Linked DNA regions of Sus scrofa: region 1 is linked to region 2. The links are chromatin contacts, called in public HiChIP or PLAC-seq maps. All regions are on one chromosome and are shown on one strand. Each heading gives the region's core, a stretch centred on a gene start, on an enhancer-like site or on the middle of the called end of the contact. The rest is flanking DNA. Distances are from core to core; before and after follow the strand shown. Region 1 overlaps CS (citrate synthase). Region 2 holds the start of SPRYD4 (SPRY domain-containing protein 4).

What was found. HiChIP or PLAC-seq counts read pairs in DNA pulled down with a chosen protein or histone mark.
Region 1: an H3K27ac HiChIP or PLAC-seq map of alveolar macrophages shows a contact between it and region 2. The contact joins the enhancer-like site here to the promoter of SPRYD4 in region 2. A contact is called at or near these places in 4 of 47 Hi-C or Micro-C datasets (blood, mesenteric adipose tissue, retroperitoneal adipose tissue and 1 more) and 2 of 2 datasets of contacts at active chromatin or transcription factors (alveolar macrophages and skeletal muscle).

What each region holds. Positions count from the first base shown.
Region 1 is chr5:21,691,809-21,695,117 of Sscrofa11.1, reverse strand. All of the region lies in intron 1 of CS (citrate synthase), which reads left to right. Among named protein-coding and RNA genes, the nearest start is that of CS, 7.1 kb to the left of the region's middle. Within about 2 kb of position 2,032, at least 35 of the 83 cell types and tissues checked have an H3K27ac peak or open chromatin away from gene starts, as enhancers often do. A contact at or near this core is called in alveolar macrophages, retroperitoneal adipose tissue, skeletal muscle and 1 more, where this site is marked.
Region 2 is chr5:21,802,339-21,805,741 of Sscrofa11.1, reverse strand. SPRYD4 (SPRY domain-containing protein 4) reads right to left here and starts at 1,397. Exons shown (of 4, transcript XR_002344303.1): 1 at 1,243-1,397; 2 at 166-875. It overlaps MIP (lens fiber major intrinsic protein), which reads left to right and starts at 778. Exons shown (of 6, transcript XM_021092895.1): 1 at 778-908.

The DNA of each region.
Region 1 (3,309 bases), core at 783-3,282, 110 kb after region 2:
ACAGTTTCTAGTTCCTGAGACAGTAGTATGGTGACAAATCCTATATGCTTTGGGGTTTTTTTTTTGTTGTTGTTGTTTTTTTTTTTTTTTTTGTCTTTTTTTGTCCTTTTAGGGCTGTGCCTGTGGCATATGGAGATTTCCAGGGTAGGGGTCTAATCGAAGCTGTTGCTGCTGGCCTACGCGAGAGCCACAGCAGTGCGGTATCCAAGCCTCTTCTGCAACCTATACCATAGCTCACGGCAACACCGGATCCTCAACCCACTGAGTGAGGTCAGGGATCGAGCCTGCAACCTCATAGTTCCTAGTCGGATTTGTTTCCGCTGAGCCACAACAGGAACTCTGGGGGTTTTTGTGGGTTTTTTTGGCTGTGGCTTGCAGAAGTTCCAGGGCCAGAGGTTGAACCCATGCCGGAGCAGTGACAGCTCTGGATCCTTAACCCACTGAGCCACCAGGGAACTTCAAGATCTTAGATGCTTTATTCAGCCGTGTACACTTAATGTGCCCGTAACAAGTAGGTATTCAGCAATTACTTGTTAAAGAACAGTAAGAATTTCTCTGGAAGTAAAATCAGGACTCTTGATTCTCTTCTGAGACTGAATTGATGTCCTTTCCTGTCTTTACTGAGTGATGAGTGAACCTTTAGGGAAGGGTCTGTTAGACAGTGAGAGCTAGGTAGAATTAATAAGGGAACTCTTGTATGAAGGGCATCAGAGTATGAAATCCAAAGATTACTCTGCTCAGGCTATGAAGTGGCCTCACCAAGCAGTGCAGGCAGACTTCCAGTATCACCATTGTGAAACAGATGATAAATGGCTTTAGTTGTCTGACCTGGTTCTGGGGAGAGAGGAGCCTTTGTCCTATGTGTGTTCTTTTTCCCTTAATGCAAGTTGTTTCTTCTGTGTTGGAAGTCTTTATAGCACAAGATTTTTCCTGCAGTTAGTTTGCTTCATCAACTAAGCCATTTCTGCTGGTTGGCAGGCTTTTAATTTTTTTTTTTTTTTTTTTTTTTTTGTCTTTTTAGGGCCTCACCCGAGGCATATGGAGGTCCCCAGGCTAGGGGTCTAATAGCTGTAGCCGCTAGCCTACACCACAGCGATAGCAACACCAGATCCAAGCCATGTCTGTGTGACCTACACCACAGCTCACAGCAACTCTGGATTCTTAACGCACTGAGCAAGGCCAAGGATCAAATCTGGGTTCTAATGGATACTAGTCAGATTCGTTTCCACTGAGCCTTGTTGAATGACAAGGGCTCTGTTAAAATCAGAAGCATCTCAGAGTTCCTGTCATGGCACAGCAGAAAGGAATCCGACTAGGAACCATGAGGTCGAGGGTGCTATTCCTGGCCTCGATCAGTGGGTTAAGGATCTAGCATTGCTCTGAGCTGTGGTATAGGTTGTAGATGCAGTTCGGATCCCAAGTTGCTGTGGTTTAGGCCAGCAGCTGTAGCTCCAATTCGACCCCTAGCCTGGGGACTTCCATATGCCACAGGTGCGGCCCTGAAAAGCAAAAAAAAAAAAAAAAAAAAAAATCAGGAGCATCTCCTACAGGTTTTTTTTTTAATTAATTTTTAAATTGAGGTATAGTTGATTTATAATATATTAGTTTAGCACTTTAAGATAGAGTGATTCCCTTGATTATATTTTTCCATCCAGCTTAGCTTATTGAGAGCTGCAGTTCACTTCTATCAATAATAGCAGACTCTCTAAAAGAGTTCTTATAAGGGGTGGCAGCATATAAGGTTTGAAAAAGCCCTGTGGTGATTGAGATACCCACACCCTATAGAGAATCCTGTGAGCCAGGCTCCTATCTTTGGAAGTATCTCTCTATCTCTGGCCATGAAGCAGCTGACCTATTGAGTAAGGTGTCTCTCCCCATTCACCTGACAGCCGCCCTTCCAGTAGGGTGACTGTCTTGTGGCAAGCAACCAGAAGCCAAATGCCCAGTTGCCACACCTCCAGGACTGGAGGAGGAGTTGGGAGGTGAAAGTTCAGGAATGACTCAGAGGTTTGTAATCCGCCTATTCCATCTGGGAGTGTAGCCTGAATGCATTGTACAAAGCCATTTAGCAGCTTGGCAGCCAGGGCATATTGAAATGAGGTATGTAGCATAGGGTGTGATCATCCCCTAACATCTGTCTAGAGTCACCTCCTGGTGGAGGTTGTGGTTAGTTAAATTTGTTTCTTCTCGCTGAGACTCAAGGAGGCCCTTGAGGAAATTGGGACTTTATTTCCAGTTCTGCAGTTAGAAGGAATTATCCATTCACCCTTTTGTCAGGCTTGACTGCCTTTTTCCTGGGATCTAACTCCTAGAGCGTTATGGCATTTGAGTAGTTAGGTAATAAGCCAACACATTTCTAAGAAACAAACATTATTGAACTCAGCTATACAGAAGGCACTGTTCTAGATGGTTTCTTGCAAATGATTTCATGTAGTCTACTTGTCTACCCTGAAATTGGTTTTTCAAAAACTTTTAGCCACACCTGCAGCATGTGAAAGTTAATGGGCCAGGGATCGAACCTGAGCCAGAGCAGTGGAAATGCCAGATCCATAATATGCTGCACCACAAGGGAACTCCTGAAATTGGCTTTATTTATTACCAATTTAGAGATGAGAAAACTGAAGCTAATTTTTTTTGGGGGGCCATGCCTGCGGCATGCAGAAGTTCCAGGGCCAGATTTGAACCTGCGCCACAATAGCAACCCAGGCCACAGCAGTGACGGTCCCAGGTCCTAAATCTACTGAGCCACAGATCTCCAGACCTAAAACTTGGAAGTTTTAGGTCACATAGCCATAGTAGCACAGCAGAGTAGTGGAAGAAGCAGGATTTAGGAATTGAACCTTGATAACGGCCACATCCCAGGCTCTTTGCCTTCTACCCTCTGTTCCCTTGCTTAATGCTTGAAACCATGGTGTGTCTCAAACTTTATTGTTCATAGGAATCACCCAGTGAGTTTATTAAACTGCAGATTTGGATTCAGTAGGTCTGAGGTGAGGCCCAAGATTCTGCATTTCTTTGGTTTTTCTTTTCCTTGTTAGGGTCGCATCTGCGGCATACGGAAGTTCCCAGGCTAGGGGTTGAGTCAGAGCTGCAACTGCTGGCCACAGCTCACAGCAACACCCAGTCCTTAACCCACTGATCAAGGCCAGGGATTGAACCCACATCCTCATGGATACTAGTCAGGTTCATTACCACTGAGCCACAATGGGAACTCCAGAACTCCAGCTTGTTGTTGGAACAAGCTCCAAGAATTGCTAATGTCGTTGGCTAAGCAATATTGGTATATTTCTTTTACTTTTAATTTTTATT
Region 2 (3,403 bases), core at 148-2,647:
GTGTGGGCAAAGGGAGGAAGAGGTAGCACAGTGATGAATAAATTCTAACAAAGCTGAAAGGTAAGACTCCAGGACTGAATACAGTCTGAGAAAGTACATTCATGGTAGCCTAGGAAATTGGCAGTAGTTTGGGGGAGGGGAGAGGGTGGCTGGCTGTATGCCTACCTTTCACAGGACGGGAAACAAAGACGACTGAGATATTGCACAGAGGACCTGTCACTGAACTAGTGACAGGTGGGAGCTGGTACTTGCTTGGGCCACAATTAAAAGGTTTCGGACACTTTTTGAGCAGGAGGCTGGCCAAGAGCATGATTAGGGACTTCAGTGATGGACATATTAGAGGCCTTCTGGTACCTCAAGCCCTGAGTGAGTCAGCAGTTCTCCATCCCAAAGGGCAAAGGCAGGCACCACTGGACCCCGGAAATCTGTCTGTAGTGTATGGACCACAGCAACCCGGTTCACATCCACCAGGCTCAGCTTCTGGGCCTCATACTCCAGCAGCAGCCCCACCTTCTCTGGCTGCCCAATGCCCTCAATAGGGGCCTTCTCGTTGGCCAACATGGTGTGCCACTTGCGCTGGGCATAGGTGAACACCCAGGAACGGTCGTCAACACCGATGCAGCTATCCCGGGACATGTCCACATCTGCCACTCCTATCCGGAATTGCTGTGAGCGCTTCACTGTCACCTCCCAGTAGTGTCTGCCACTGGTGATCGCTGTGTCTGCCAACACCACTGCCCACTCCCGGAAGCGCTCCACATTCAGGGCCAATTTTGTGGGCTCCAATCCCACCATGCCATATTTGACACCTGTGTCACTTTTGAAGAGGGCCAAGCTGCTGTGGGCTGTCTTTTCTTCCAGTTTGAAACTGACGCCTGCCGGGCAGAGAAGAGAAACGGGATAATGAGGTGAGCTAGAACTCTAGAGCTAGCGACATACACATATTCTGATCTGAAGCAGACAGTCATGAGATTACCAGGAAACGTGAATCAGAATTTCAAGCGAGAACGACAGTGGGGGCACTTTAGTATGGATAGCCCAAGAAGCCGAAAAGCTTGGACTGGGAAAGCCCTAGAATTTAAGGAAACCAGAGAAGGTCCCAAGTTTGGAATCTCAAGACCAACGCAGATGGGGGAGGGGAAACGAATCGAAGGGACTGGAGTTGTTTCTCTGAGCAGGCTCTAAGAATAACAGACCGAAACTACCTTGGAAGTGAAAGAGAATAAAAGGGGGTAATCCTACCTCTGCGGGTTTCCGCGGCAGCAATCCCTAACCTTTTGGCTCCCCAGCGGCACAGGCACAGTGGACGTGCAAAGGGCAGCGCCATCTTGCGCTCCGGATGAAGAGGACACGCCCCCCATCTGAGACCCTGCTTTCCTCCCGCGGGTTCCCATCACACGTTGCGCGCAAGGGGCGTCGCGCGGTGTGATGACGTAGGGGAGCCAGCGCCTGGCAGGGAGCCGCCATTTTAGTGAGTTCTGTTTGGTTTCACCCGTGCTTGGTCCAATTTATAAAGTTTTTCTGCAGAGAGGAAAGCTGCTCACGTTTTAACTAAATAGGATCTTTAGAAAAAGGATGTAGCAAAATGGCTAGACGTACAGATCTTAGAATTAAACAGTAATTAGGAGTTCCCGTCGTGGCTCAGTGGTTAACGAATCCGACTAGGAACCATTCAGTTGAGGGTTCGGTCCCTGCCCTTGCTCAGTGGGTCGACGATCCAGCGTTGCCGTGAGCTGTGGTGTAGGTCGCAGACGCGGCTCGGATCCCGCGTTGCTGTGGCTCTGGCGTAGGCTGGCAGCTACAGCTCCGATTCGACCCCTAGCCTGGGAACCTCCATATGCCGCGGGGAGCGGCCCAAGAAATGGCAAAAAGACAACAACAACAACAAAAAAGAATTAAGCAATAATTGGATTCGAACCCGGCTCCTCTGTTTGGCTTTGGGCAAATCAGTTAACTTCTCTAAGCCTTAATGGTTTCACTTGTAGAACAGAAAAATGTCTAGCCGTCAGGCCCTAGTAAAAATTAAACCAGAGAACAATCTAGGATACATCTTGACAAATAGCAACCACTGGGTAAGTGGTTGTACTAATAAATACTGAGTACTATAAATGTTGGTTTTGTGTTTTCAGCGCTGGCAATGGAAGGTTTAACAACAGAGAAATATCACTATTTTGGTTCAGAATGGAACTTAGGAGATGGGTGATTATGGCGGGCCTACATTTTTAACATTTTTATTTTCTTGATATTCTACATCCCTGCGTTTCAGACTGTTCACTTCAGGTGGGAGAGCCCCAGTTTCCTCAAGATCTCAACATTCTGCTGGCCAGCCCAATAAAATTTCCCTGCTTTAGCATTACAACCACCCATGCTGTGGATATGTCCCTTGCTCAGGCCACTGTTATCCTTGATATGAATTGGGGCTTTTTTGTTTTAAATGTAACCTGGGAGTTCCTGATGTTGTGCAGTGGTTAAGGATATGGATTGTCTCTGTGGCCCAGGTCCCTGCTGCAGATCCCTCCTCCAAGGAACTTCCATATGCTATGGTGCGGCCAAAAATAAAGCTAAATAAATGAATGAATGTAGTAGCTTATAAACTGGTCTCCAGTTTCCATCCGACTGCTTTAATCCAATGTCCACACTACAGAGTGATTTTATGTCACAAATCTGATGATGCACTCCTCTAACTAAAATCTTTCAATGTATCTGCACCAAATTTGCTGGCATTGTCATAAAGCTTTACATGATAGGACTGCTGCCTACCATCGTCTTTCTCACCAGAGTCCCTCTTTCAAAGGTCTGCAATCTAGTGGAGAGATAGATGAGAATATTGGCAGCTGCAATCTGATGCGATACAGGCAAAGGAGAATACATTACTCTAACATATGAGGGTGTGTTGGAGAGAGACTTCCCAGAAACCATAGCTATAGTTTGCAAAGCAAAAATGGTTAAGCAGGAGTTCCCATTGTGGCTCAGTAAGTTAGGGATCAGACTAGTGGAGTCCCTATTGTGGCTCAGTGGTTAACAAACCCTACTGGTATCTGTGAGTACTCCGGTTCAATCCCTTGCCTCGTCCAGTGGGTTAAGTTTCCAGTGTTGCTGTGAGCTGTAGTGTAGGTCGAAGACGCAGCTCAGATCCCGAGTTGCTGTGGCTGTGGTGTAGGCCAGCAACAGACTTCCATGTGCTGAAGGTGTAGCCTTAAAAAAATAAAAAATAAAAAAATAAATCAGACTAGTATGCACAAGGATGTGGGTTTGAGCCCTAGTCCAGCTCAATGAGTTAAGGATCCAGCATTAACTCAAGCTGTGGCATAGGTTGCAGATTTAGCTCAGTTCTGTTATTGCTGTGGCTATGGCATAGGCCTGCAGCTGCAGCTCTGATTTGACCCCTAGCCTGGGGACTTCC